2 separate regions of the Sus scrofa genome follow, and region 2 is linked to region 1. Evidence: chromatin contacts called from public Hi-C data. All regions are on one chromosome and are shown on one strand. The core of a region is the stretch at or near the end of the contact, and the rest is flanking DNA. Distances in the headings are between cores, read along the strand shown. Region 1 overlaps JADE1 (protein Jade-1). Region 2 overlaps JADE1 (protein Jade-1).

Region 1 (7,166 bases), core at 2,331-4,830:
ACTTGTTAATGATGGCCACTCTAACTGGTGTGAGGTGGTACCTCATTGTAGTTTTGATTTGCATTTCTCTAATAATTAGTGACATTGAGCATTTTTTTCATGTGCCTGCTGGCCATATGGATGTCTTGTTTGTTGAAATTCTATTTAGGTTGCCTGCCCATTTTTCAGTTGGGTTTTTTGGTTGTTATTGTTGAATTGTATGACTCGTTTGTATATTTTGGAGAGTAAACCTTTGTCAGTTGAAAATATCACTGAAAAAGATACATGCACCTGTATGTTCATCGCAGCACTATTCACAATAGCCACAACATGGAAACAACCTAAATGCCCATTGATGGATGAATGGATTAGGAAGATGTGGTACATGTATATTGGAATACTACTCAGCCATAAAAACATACAAAATAATGCCATTTGCAGCAACATGAAGTAGAGACTCTCATACTGAATGAAATAAGTCAGGAAGGGAAAGACAGACACACATGATATCATTTATATGTGGAGTTTAAAATACAGCACAAATGATCTACCTACAAAACAGAAAAGATCATGGACATGGAGGACAGATTCATGTTTGCCAGGGGGAGGGGGAGGGAGTAGGATGGATTGGGAGTCTTGGATTGGTAGATAAAAATTCTTGCATCTGGAGTGGATGGGCAATGAGATCTTGCTGTATAGCACAGGGAACTATAAATCTAATCCCTTGTGATGGAACATGATGGAGGATGTGAGCCATTTATATGTATAACCGGGTCACTTTGCTGTACAGTGGAAATTGATAAAACATTGTAAATCAATCATAATAAAATTAAAAAAAAATAAACTAGGAAGTTCCCATTGTGGCACAGCAGAAATGAATCTGACTAGGAACCATGAGGTTGCGGGTTCAATCCCTGGCCTAGCTCACTGGGTTTAGGATCTGGTGTTGTCGTGAGATGTGTAGGTCGCAGACACGGCTCAGATCTGGTGTTGCTGTGGCTCTGGCGTAGGCCAGTGGCTACAGCTCCAATTAGACCCCTAGCCTGGGAACTCCATATGCTGCGGGTGGGGCCCTGAGAGGACAAAAGACAAAAAAATAACATTAATAAAAAATAAAAAATAAACTATAGACATGTTTAAGAAAAGATCTTATATCACCCTCTGTTTAAAGGATTGCTATAAAATTTACAGTTCTCTAAGAGTGTTCCTGATAATAAAACGAAGGAAATAAAAAAGCTTTAATTTTCTTTAAAAAAAAAGAAAGAGCATAATGTATAAATTCCATCTACCAATACTCAAAATGAGTCCAAAAAAATGCTCTTTCACTAACACAATGCCCCTTTATGTCAAATATATGACATTATCACTTGTAAAGATTATTTTCCTTGTTAATAGTAATGACCCAACTACATACTTTTTAGGGGCCCCTGATGAGCCACAATACACATTTTAAAGGTGGTTACTAGGACCACAAAACAGATCACTTTAGCCAGGGGGAGTAGAAATTGGACCAGTGTGAGGCTCCACTAGCATGAAGCTCTATCAGCTGAGCACAGCTGAGGTGCCCACTTGCGTTAACTGACATGGTGAGCAGGGGGAGCAAGCCAGCCATATCCTGTGCCTGTCACCTCCCTCTTTCAGGCTGCATCAGAGCACTTGGCATCATTCTTACCTTACCTGGTATTCAAACATTACTTGTTAGCAGATGATATTATTTTTCTTTCTTTCCTGAAGTATAAATGGCATACCCATTGATGGGGTGGGTGAATGGGCTAGTAAACAGAAATTTAAAGACTAAAAGTCATTTGTTGTTACAGCTGGAAGGAATTGAGTCCAACATCAATATTCTGCAGATGAGAAAACTGCATTGTGGAGAGGTTAAGTCCCTTGCCCAAGGTCATAGAGTTATTAAGTGTTGGAGCTGAGACTAGAATTACATCTTCCGTCCTTGAACTGGTCTCCACAGTGAAGGCTCTGGACTTCACACTGGTATGTGGAGGAAAAGATTTGCAAGGGTAGGAAGAAAGAAGCTTTGATATCCCCAATAACTCAAAACTTTTAAAAAGTGAATTTTGTTGGCATGACTGGGAACACTGCCCTGACAAATCTCTTTTGTCTGACCTCCTCCACACAAACCCAAACTGGGGCCAAGGAAGCTCAGCACTCTGGCTGCCTAGAGGGTTACATAGGCACAGGAAAGCTTCTCTGAAGCTCAAGCTACTGGCAACTGCACATTCAACCGAGGGCCATGAGGCTCCAGTGTCCCTTCACAGTTGTGAAGGCTCCCTCTTCATGCTGGGTAGTGGCTTTCAGGCAGTTATTTACCAACTGGTAGAGCTATCAATATTTAACAATTTTTAATACTCAAACAACTATATAAGCACACATAGAAGTCCTGAAATCAGCCCTGCACATGCCCATGTCATATGAAATGCTCTTAATGAGATACATAGCTTAGAAGTTTCCCAAGAAGGAAACCCAATATAATACATTGCTACATGGAATGTCACCCAAAGTATGGAATGTGTGCAAAGCACTTGAGACCAGGGTAAATCATGGTGAACTGGCCCCAAATCCACTCCAAACTCTCACATATAGGACACTTGCCACCACTCCTCAGTCCCTTACACACACAAAAAGCAAACATCACAAGCAAGGAAGGCACAAAAGGACATGAGCCCAGGGGTGTAAGTGTAGATGAGTGGCTTACATATAAGTCTCCTTGTCATCTTCCCCTCAGCTACCTCCCTCACCCCCCAAATGGGTCTGGGCCCTGGGAATGGCTGTGTCTATCAGATCATCTTTTCTGCTAGTCAGGACTAAGCAATGAAGTCAAAGGACATTGTCCGTAAAATGGACTTTGGCCCAGATTTGCTAGCAGAGCTCTTTGGACTCACTCAATTACTGAACTTCTTTCATTCAGCTTTTGTGTTTCCTGGACGGAGCCCAAGAGGCAGACATTATCATAGTGGGGTTAAACAAGGCCTCTCTGGTCTGAGTGACAGACAGTGACACCTAGCTCCAGAAAAGTACCTGTTTTCGGGGTGGCATGAAAGGTGGCATGATGGGCATCAGACAAGAATCTTGCAAGCCATCTTTTACAAGGAGGCCAGCAAGATCGCAGAAGGCAATACCCAGTATGCTCAGAGACAAGCTGTTTCCTAATCAAGTTTTCTTATACTTAGTACTATGGAAACATTTTCAAAGGTATTATTCTCGGCAGGTTTCCAGTAATTCAACATTTCCAGACTTATCCAAATGGCTTCTGAAATATTTGCTGTTTGTTGAGAGCAGCTTTCAGGATGAGGTAATTAAAAGAAACCTATCAATTTGAGATTTTTTTTTTCCATGAGTAAATAATGTTGACATACTGTTCAAATAAACCCACAATTTACTGCAATCTGTTTTTAGACAAACCCTCCACTTTAACCTCCAAATGGGAAAAACGAAGAGACTTTCCTCTTCTCATTTAATCAAGAACATATGTTCAAAGATAATACCGGAGGCTTATTCTGGGAAGCGTTCTGCTCTTCCTCTGACAGCGATGCAGTGAGCTCACGAGGCAGCCTCGACACATAATGAAAGCTAACGCCATCATAAATCTCCTGCCCTGCGGAGGTCACTTCAGAAAAATCGCCTGCTGCTCAAATAAGCACCGGCTACACTGAGGCGCACTGGAGGGAGAGAAATGCCAACTGTGATAAACACCAGCAGGTATGCACCAAACTGAGGCAACCCAGGCAACCGGGAGAGCAAGGAGCCAAAAACGAAGCAGGTGTAGGGGTGTGTGTGTGTGTGTGTGTGTGTGTGTGTGTGTGTGTGTGTGTGTGTGTGTGTGTCTGTGTGTGTGTGTGTGTCTGTGTGTGTGTGTGTGTGTCTGTGTGTGTGTGTTTACAAACGACCTCACCAGCCCCGTGTGTTCTTCCTGAGCAAGAACCAGCAAGTTCACCAGAGAGTAGCCGCTTTCCCCCTTGAGAGTAGAGCTTGGGAGGCACCAATTTTCATTAAACCTAAAAGTACACACAGTGGCAGGGGGCCAAAACAGCCCTCAAAAGTGAGGCTTTTAAAAACATCTGTTAGGGGTTTTGAGATCCTAAGGGTGGGGGGAGGGAGAGAGAGAGGGAGGGAAGGGGGGATGTAGGGAGGGGGAGAAAGGGGGAGAGAGAGAGGGAGAGAGGGGGAGAGAGAGAGAGAAAGGGATTGGATTCAGAGTCCAGCGCTTTTCATTTCCAGACCGTGAGTCATAAAAGAGAGTGCGTATGTGTAAATCTGGATGGCCGGAATATGCTGACCGGAGTGGGGTTTACTAACACCTGAAGTACATTTCATGCAAATTAGGTTTAAATATCAATCTGATCACGAAGCTTGAAAGGCTTTTCTCCCATCCCAGGATGCCAGAAGTCCCCTGGAACCTGGAATGGAGTTTCCTGACAGCAAAGGTTTACTGTAGCATAAAAGAAATTATAGAGATTTCCCTGCTAGGCATAAAGATGTGATCACTAAAGGCACCTGTGGGCCCAAGGAGGTTACTCACCAATATCCCTTTAAACACCAAATTATGGAGTATTAGGCCACAAATGTGAAACCTTGACAAATTCCCAAATAAAAGCCATAAAACCAATCACTTTTTAAACCTGCATGAGTGACACCAGAAAAATTAGAGCTGTGTGGCAGGTCACTTTGAAATAAAGCTGCCATAAAGAAGCTTATGATGCTGTCATGGAAAAGGCAATTAGAAGGTTACTTTCTCTCAGTTCTAAGATTGGTTCTTGTTCTTCCTCCAGCCCCCTGCCTGCCACCTCCCTGCTGCAAAATGGATCAGTCTATAATAAGTAGTAGTTATATATCATAAGGAAGCAATTCCTTTTAGTTGTTCCACTATAAAAAAGCATCCAGATTTAGAACTTGACAGGAACCAGTATCGCCTGCCCCCGAGAGCCAGCAGAAAGTCTGTGTGTGTCATTCAGCCAGCATGGAGTCTCAGTGTTTTAAAAGCTTTAATTTGAAGGGGAAAAAAAACCTGGGCGTTAAGCAATTTGGCTGTGGATATTTAATGCATCAGCCATGCTACAGAATTGGAGCCCCTTATTTAAAACGAGAAATTGAAAACTTACACACTCTGCAGGCAAAGTGTAAGTAAATGTAGAACGGTAAGCTGAATTCAGCGGAGAACCTGCAGAAACACCATTAGAAGGACTAATGACATGTTCAGAAATGGCCTTAAATAAATGCTACAGTGTCATTTGCAGGTGTGTAAAACAGGGTTGGCTTTTAATTAGCTGGAGTCGTGCCTCCCAGTGTTTAGGTAAAGGCACCTAGGAGGCAATAACCCAGAGAAGTTGAGACTTTGCCCCAAGGCACATAACTCCTCAATGATAGTACCAAGATTGGAACCGAGTCTCCTGATCCCTAACTTCCACTGTATCCACACTTGCAGTAGGCAGACTACTGCACCCTGAAGATGTCTACAGCCAAATCCCCAGAACATGGAACCCTACATATGGCAAAAGAGACTTTGCAGATATGATTAAGTTACGGACTTTGAAATTGGGAGATAACCCTGTTTATCCAAGTGGCCCAGTGTAATCACACTGGTCCTTATAAGTGAAAGGAGGAGCAAGAGAGTAAGGGCCAGAGTTAGAGCCAGAGAGATTGGAAGTTATGCTGCTGGCTTTGGGGATGGAAGAAGAGACCACAAGCTAAGGCATGCAGGTTCCAGCCTCTAAAAGCTGGAAAAGGCAAGGAAATGGTTCTTCCCTAGAGCCTCAAGAAAGAATACAATTCTGCTGACACCTTGAATTTAACCCAGTGAGAGCCTTTCAGACTTCTGAGCTCCAGAATTATAGGTGGATAAATATGTGTTGTTTTAAGCCACTAAGTCTGTGCAAGTTACCACAAATTATTATTATTACAGCAGCAACAGGAAACCCAAAAAATGCTCTGGATGGGCATTGCATTTGCCCTTCACTTTGATCTACCTGAAGTAACACCATTACCTCAGTGGCACTTAGAGCCCTTATAAAGACCAAAAGGACCCTTCCTCCCTTTCTTTAGTTTTTAGCACCTTCTACTCTCCTTTCAGATATTCTCTTCCTCTCTGCCCCTTTCTGGCTCCTCTTTCCCATGTAAACTATTGCTAAAGGGAAAGCTTTTATAATTGTCAACTGACCCATAGTGAGAAATTAGTTGGCAGGAACTTAAAATATTACAGTTCACCAACTATTTCCAATATACTAGAACACTCTCTTTGGGTATGTTTCACCCTCTTATCCCTACTGCCCCTATAAAGCCTACAAGACTCAAAAAAAAAAAAAATCACTTAAGGGTGGAATTTTGAGTTTCTGGTTTAGATGAGCCTTTCCCAGAGTATCTCAGATCACACTGTAGACATGGGCTTTGGACTGAAGAAAAGATGTTGATTTAACTCCCTGACTCACCACTTATTAGTGATTTGACCTTGAGAAAAGTATTAGGTCTCATTTTCTTTATCTCTAAAACAGAGACCATAATAGTGATCTTCCTCCATAGTGAGAAATCAGTGAGATTTTGCTTTTAAAGTGCTTAGCACAGAGTAACCCATGCAAGCACTGCATCAGTAATGGTAGTAATGAGAGTAATGAAGATACTTGGTACAGAGATACCTGTGACTCCCAAATTTGACAGTATAAATCCCATCTAAATCCTGTGGGACCCAAGTTTCAGATTCTGATATTGTAAAGAGACACCTACCCAATGTGTAACAACAGCAGGTATTTATACTTTGCCAGCTGTGTACTTTGTTTTTGGGTACTGGGGATTATCAGAGGCAAATAAATCACAAAAGATAGTATACAACCCTGTCCAAAAGAACCTCAGGGTTTAGTAGAGAGCAGATATAAAACATAATTACTGCCATTTATCCCTCTGTACTGAGGACTTACATACAATAAAGGGTGGTGAGAGGACCCAGGAGAACAAAATGTTTCCAAGGGAATCAAGAACAAGGTCACAGAGATGACTTTTGAATGGGGTCTTGAAGGATGAGTAGAAGTTTGCTTTGTGGAAACTAGGAGGAACATACCGGAGAGAGAAAAATGTGCATGAAAAATGAAGTCCAAGAATATCAACAGGGAACAATTCCTAAGCATAACTATAACACTGAAACCACTGGAACAAATTAAACTCAGTTCAACAAATTAAATCTGTGG
Region 2 (6,691 bases), core at 1,119-3,618, 81 kb after region 1:
GTTACAATCTAATTAGTGAGCTCAAACAACATCAGGGAAAATCAAATAATTTTTCTCAAACTTCAAATAATGACATATGTGATGCCATGAAGCAGTGCAGTTAGTGACCAAATTCACCATGTACTGAAATCTCTATAGATGTGCTGAAGGGACTCAAATCACCACTAAAAATCAACCATAATTCACACCCTGCTTTATCCTCACATCCACAGTTAGTATACACCGGCAACACCTTATGGCTAAGACTGGCTAATATTGGAAGAGATGGAGGGGACATTCAGGACCTCAAGGAAAAAAAAAGAAAAAGAAAAAGCTCCACAAGTTCTTGGTGGCTCAAATGGAAGTAATCAAAAGCAAATAAGCCCCTTGTGGGGCCTGCCTCATTTTGCTACATGCCCTCAATGTAACAGTAAAACAACTAGAGGAAGGCAAAGGCCAAAGCCAAGAAACTGCAGCAGCTATCTTTCCTTCATATCCTGTGTGCTTCCCTCACCCCTGCTCCAGATGGCTTGACCGTCACACCCAGTTTTGCTGCCAACTCAGTGGGCAACAGGTAAGTTACTCATTGTTGAATGTGTTAACGGCATTTAGAAGTAGCCCTGTCTTTGGATTAAAATATAAAGTCAGATCTCATTATGGAAAACTTGATTACAGTAGGAGATTTGCATCTAATCCAACCAAAACCCTCCCCCAGCCTGGCCCTAACAAATCTGCACTATTCAAAATTGCATGACATCATGGTTCAAATGAAGGTTCTATTCCCCTTTCTCCAAGTCTGTGGAATTATGAGTGTAAAATACCACCCTTAAGATCATTCCCCAAGTTGCATGATTGAATTCCTGCAAAGAAGAAAAGAGATGAAAAATTCATCTTTTACTAGGTTTGAGCAACCCACAAGGGCAGCAGTACCCTGACCCTAGGACACTCAGCATTATGGAGCCTGAGAACACTGCTGCTCCTTCTTTTGTATGGAGAAAGGGGCAAAATGTCAGTCAGTGCTTTTCACATCCACAGCCCTCCTGAAAGGAACTCATGCCAACTCTCTACTAGGCTGGGGAGCACCTGAGCAGGTCTTTAATAAAGGAGATTCAAGGACTGCCAATCACGGTCCAGCTCATCCTCTGGGAGGCAGTCAGGCCTCCAAAGCTCAATCCAGACAGGGACCATGTGATTATGTAATGAACCAATGAGACTCTTTCTCCCTGTCCCCCTCCCCCTTCTCTCTCTATCCCCTCTCTCCCCTTCTCTTTATGAAAACTGAATGGGAAATATGGGGAAGATGGTCATTAAGTGGGAACAGAAGCTGAAAAGATGTATACAGAGAGCACAGACCATGTAGGAAAGCTATGGGAAAGGGTTTCAGAGTGCCAATGTTGAGACTAAGCTAGAGAAATGAACTACTGGAGTTCTGTCGTGGCACAGTGGTTAACAAATCCAACTAGGAACCATGAGTTGCGGGTTCAATCCCTTGCCTTGCTCAGTGGGTTAAAGATTCAGCGTTGCTGTGAGCTGTGGTGTAGGTCGCAGACGTGGCTCAGATCCTGCGTTGCTGTGGCTCTGGCGTAGGCCGGTAGCTACAGCTCCGATTACACCTCTAGCCTGGGAACCTTCATATGTCGCAGGAGTGGCCCTAGCAAAGGCAAAAAGAATAAATAAATAAATAAATAAATAAATAAGCGAGCTACTGACAAGCCGCACACAGCTGAAAGTTAGGCCAAGTTGGTAGCTGCAATTGTGAAGACACAGAAGCCAAGAACTTACAATGGAGAGAGTGGGGATAGGAACACCCGTGGTTGAGCTATGCTGGACCAGCTTCAGCTTCCTCATGGCCTCCTGGAGACTAGTTTCCCATGAGAGTTCTATCTCTTGTATCCTGCCAATAACCCCACCAGCAAAGTTCCCTTACTGTGTCCCAGCTCTTGCCCTCAAACTAACACACATGCGGAGGGCCAGGTTTTATAGATACCTGGTCATTGGCTAGTCTAGACCAGCCCTGATGCTCCCTTATCCACATCACCTGATGCTTTTCATCCCAGGCATTTGACACTTAGCATGTCAGGCTATGTTGGTACTTAACTTATGCAGACTTTCATGCTATCTCAACAGCTATTTGTTCTGTGGAATATTTTTAGCATGAGATGAGGGAGGGGCTGGGAGAATGATTGTGGAATAAAAGAAGTGTTCTAGGTTAGGATAGTGTCACATTCTCAATGCAGTGTTAAGTGCCTTGCACTAACACATGCTCTGAAAAATGATTGTCAGTGATGCTGTCTTAATCCCACCTTCCTGTGTTTATAAAGACAAGTACAGGCAATTGACAATGAGGTCCCAGGGGATCCCTGACAATTGAAACTCTTCCTTCTTCAGAGAGCAAACCAGGAAATCCATAAGTGTACCCATGTGGTCTTCATAGAAAGATATCACACAGGGCTGAAGATTTCAGGGGAAAAAGAAAGAAAAAAACAAAAACCCTTTTCAAATCCATTTAAAACGATCCATGCAGCTGTTTCCTGAACTCTCCCAAAGAACTGAGATGCAAAAGGCTATATCGCTCTTTCATCACTCCCCCCACCCCCACGCTGCAAACTGGCTTTCAGGTGACGCAATGATGAGACCTCTGCGGTGAGCTCTGCCTGGAGGGATACAACCAACAACAAAGTGTGGGGTGCTGCCACCTCTTGGATGTTCATAGCCAAAGCAAGTCTCTGTCCCAGAAAGGATGTATTTCGGTGATATTATGAAATGTTAACGGGCAATCTGTTCTGAAATAATTGCTCAGCATGTTGGCCTCCTTTTCCATTTTAGAATTTCAAAGGCAACGAAGGCCAAAAGCAGTGCCAGCCTGTTAGTGGTACCTACACTGATTAAATCTAGCCCATCACAACCACAGCTACACAAAAGCTCTTTTTTCTCAATTAATAAAATGCAATTAATGATATCATTGAAAAACTCCTGCCAATTCAATTTAGAGCCAGTCAGAGATTCCATTTAGAGCTGTGTTTAGGATATGCATTTGTTTTAGCTGACAGGATTAACAACACCTAATTTCTGGGATACACCCAAATTTCTGCAGGGATAAAAGAATGTTTACCAGAAACATACAATAATGACAGCTTCTTTCGCCTTCCTTCCCTACACACACACACACAACACACACAAACACACACACACAGACACACCTACACACACACAGAGGCTCCCACACATGAACCCAGTTCAATTCCAGTTATTCAGCAACCAGATTGTCTCCCTCGCCTGTGAGAAACCTAGTATGTCCACACTGGAAATATCTAGGGTGGGTTCTCTGAGGTGGGATACAAATTTTAAAGCTTTTATTACAAGAAATATTTATACTGATCAGCCTAGTTCCTGAGGGGAAATACGTTGTTTCTCTTATTCTCCCTGGTATAGGTCATTTGAGCAGCTGGGTTGTCATTTTTTTAATCTCCACATTTCCCTAAGGATAGTGAGAGTATGATTTAAACTGCAACATTAGCTGCTTTAGGCTAGATTTTCAAAGCTACACCAGGGGAGTTAAAAGCGCAAATCCTGTTATTGTTACAAGATTAATGCACAGAAATCCCAGAATACCACTTTGGAAATGTAGCCAAGGAATATTATTTTAATGTACTGTATGTTATTTTTAGACTCAGCTATAGCCCAATTATCAGCTGGCATATCAAAAATGAGAGACAGATAGCTGTCTTTAATCCAAAATTCTAATGAGTTTTTTGGTGTTTGTGTTTTTTTAACACTTAGAAATCTGGATATTTGGAGGAAAAAAGTAAAAGAAACTATAGCAGCTACCTCCTACCTGCTCTGTTGCTATAGAGGCTGCTACTTAGAGTACTGGTTCTACAGAATATTTTAGCAATGTCTTTTTTTTTTCCTAAGAGAGTCAGGTGGTAGGAAAAGAAGGTACTGAATCATGGGGACCTCTTGACCATACCATAAAAAGTGTGCAGTCAACCACAATGAACTAATGATTTCAAGGCAGCAAGTCAGGATTTCTGCTACCAGTCATTTCTATTTTTGCTTTAACACATCTTAGATTGTTCAAAAATAACTATCTGCAAAAGGTCTTCCAGTTGGAGTAGATTGGCTTCCACGTTGCGTTATGGGCATCAACCAACATTTATTGATTCTCTAGGTGTCTGCTGTTGGGTTTTATTAAACTGGGCTTGTCTCTTTTTTTGCCCCAGAGTAACTGCATAGATTGGATACGACCACATCACTGTCTCTAGGCTACATCTTGTTTGCAAGATAACGGGCCCCAGAAGAACTCCTGCCTTTCTGCTAGTCAAGAAATACTTTCACCTGTAGTTCTTCTCACTGACTCAAATCCCGGAGTATCTTCTGTTATGTCTAAAGGTATTCTATCTTTCTAAAAAGGAAAAACATGATTGCAGAGATCTGTTTCTGTGTAGGGTATAATCTCACTACCATAAACCCTAGGATTTTCTATGTCAGTTAGGAAGTTTACTAGTAATTTACTGGTAATAAAATCAGGTACAACTCCAACAGAAGACACTGGAGATGACCCAAGCTGGGTGTATAAGGAGTCCTGCACATGAGGTGGCACAGATATTTATGCTGTGTCAGGTCACTTGCGTCTTACCATATCACTCTGAAAACATCAGTAGTATCTGAACAGCTAGATGTGTTTTTACTGGGAAAATGACTTTTCTCTTTGTGGCAGTGTTTCTGCAATAGTATGTTGGCTCAGTAATAAATATGCGAGACTTAAAAAAGTTTCACTTAGAGGTGAGTTCCCATTATGGCTCAGTGGGTTAAGAACCTGACGTGGCATCCTTGGAGATGCGAGTTTGATCCCTGGCCTCGCTCAGTGGGTTAAAAATTTGGCCTTGTTGCAAGATGCAGTGTAGGTCACAGATGCAGCTCAGATCCAGTGTTGCTGTGGCTGAGGTGTAGGCCAGCATCTGCAGCTCTGATTCAACCTCTAGCCCCAGGAACTTCCATATACTACATGTGTGGCAGTGAAGAAAAAAAAAAAAAAAGCCCAGAACCATCCTCAGCAAACAGAACTAAACCCCTTTGGTACCACCAGTGACTGCCACATTGGACCTTGCTTTTCAGAGAAATTGTGAGGAGAATTAAATGAGTAACGTTCTAAGAAGCAATTTGGACAGGGCTTGGCACATTGTAGGCTACCTAAGTCAGGGAAGCAGCGGCACCAACAATTTTAAAGATTCTTCTCTTATGTTTATAGGCATTTTTCAATTTATAAAATTACTTTTTTACATTCTCTCACCAGCAATACAGCAATGAGCCTTAGGGTGGGTACTCACACATTTATGTGGAGCTAACTCAAGTTACATGTCAGCTTTTCCCATATAGTTTGTACACAGAGGTTGGGCTATAAATAATGGGCTATAATGGTATGAAATTCTCCATTTCAGTTTCTGGGGCACTGTTAATATCATAACCACTATTCATCTGTGTTTCATCTCTGAAATGGAAGTGAGTGGGTCCTAGACACTCAAAAATCAGAAGAGTGCTCTCATTTATTTGGAAAAATTTTAAAATAGATTAATTAATAACTCTTATGAATGAATACCTACTACTGATATAGCCCAATATATGAGGCACTATGATATATATACTTTATGAACTGTTCCTCTCCTTAAGTAACACTTAAGAACTATTAGAATGCTTGTATACACCTATATTCTACCAAGAATACAAACTTACCAGAACCCAGCACAGTAGCACACTAATATCTGTAATTGTACAAATTCATGAAATAAACACATAAGTGAGCAAACACTAAGAATCACTAAAGATGAATGTAACCTCACTAGGGGCAAGTAGAAGAGTCTGAAAACTCATTGCCTCTTCTATAAAATGGGGGAGTGACCAATAATGCACTGGAGAATAATTACGAGAATAAAGTGAGAAGAGGTATGTGAAGGACATAGGCAGCCTTCTAAAATGTCTCACAACAATCCTTGCACCCAAGGTTTTAATAACCTGTGTAATCTTCCACCCCAAGCATGAATTGGTGGCTTAATAGAACTAATAGCATAAGACAGAGGTGATGGGATGTCACCTCTGTGATTAGGCTACAAAAAACTGACTTCCCTCCCGTTGGCACCCTCCCTCTCTCTCTCACTGGCATCCCCCCTCACCCTCTCACCTGTGAGATGCTCAAGTGTCAAGGGACCAAGATAGACCTTCGACCAAGAGCTTGTGAGGAACACTGCCTTAGTCCAACAGCCCATGAAGTATTGAATTCTGCCAAAAATCTTATAAATGAAAGTAATTCTCCTTTCATCAAGGCTTGAGATAACCACAGCCCTGGGTAACACCTTGACTGCAGTTTTGTGAGAGACCCTGAAGCTGAAGGCCCAGTCAAGCCACACCAGGACTCCTGATCCATGGAAACTGGAAGATAAATATTTTTAAAGGCATTCCATTTTGGGTAAATTGTCATGCTGCAACACTAGGTAACTGATACAAACACCTATTGCACCATGGCCATTTTGAAGGATGCAAATATGGAAGCATTTTATTTTATAGTAGCATTGTAAATTACAGCGGCCTTGATTACAAGCTTGGTTTTTAAAACTAGCAAAGAAAATCATACAGTTGCCCTTACTAAGGAGAACTAACTAGTCTGTAGAAAGGAATGACGGGAATCCATTCTGCTAGTAATCTCCTCTGCGAATAT

Evidence for each region. Hi-C and Micro-C count contacts between places; a contact is called where the count stands out from the background.
Region 2: a Hi-C map of embryonic fibroblasts shows a contact between it and region 1, with 3 times the contacts expected there. The contact joins two enhancer-like sites. A contact is called at or near these places in 1 of 5 promoter capture datasets (liver), 5 of 47 Hi-C or Micro-C datasets (embryonic fibroblasts, fibroblasts, liver and 1 more) and 2 of 2 datasets of contacts at active chromatin or transcription factors (alveolar macrophages and skeletal muscle).

What each region holds. Positions count from the first base shown.
Region 1 is chr8:96,467,486-96,474,651 of Sscrofa11.1, forward strand. All of the region lies in intron 2 of JADE1 (protein Jade-1), which reads right to left. Among named protein-coding and RNA genes, the nearest start is that of JADE1, 93 kb to the right of the region's middle. Within about 2 kb of position 3,581, at least 32 of the 83 cell types and tissues checked have an H3K27ac peak or open chromatin away from gene starts, as enhancers often do. A contact at or near this core is called in alveolar macrophages and embryonic fibroblasts, where this site is marked.
Region 2 is chr8:96,549,338-96,556,028 of Sscrofa11.1, forward strand. All of the region lies in intron 1 of JADE1 (protein Jade-1), which reads right to left. Among named protein-coding and RNA genes, the nearest start is that of JADE1, 11 kb to the right of the region's middle. Within about 2 kb of position 2,369, at least 12 of the 83 cell types and tissues checked have an H3K27ac peak or open chromatin away from gene starts, as enhancers often do. A contact at or near this core is called in alveolar macrophages and embryonic fibroblasts, where this site is marked.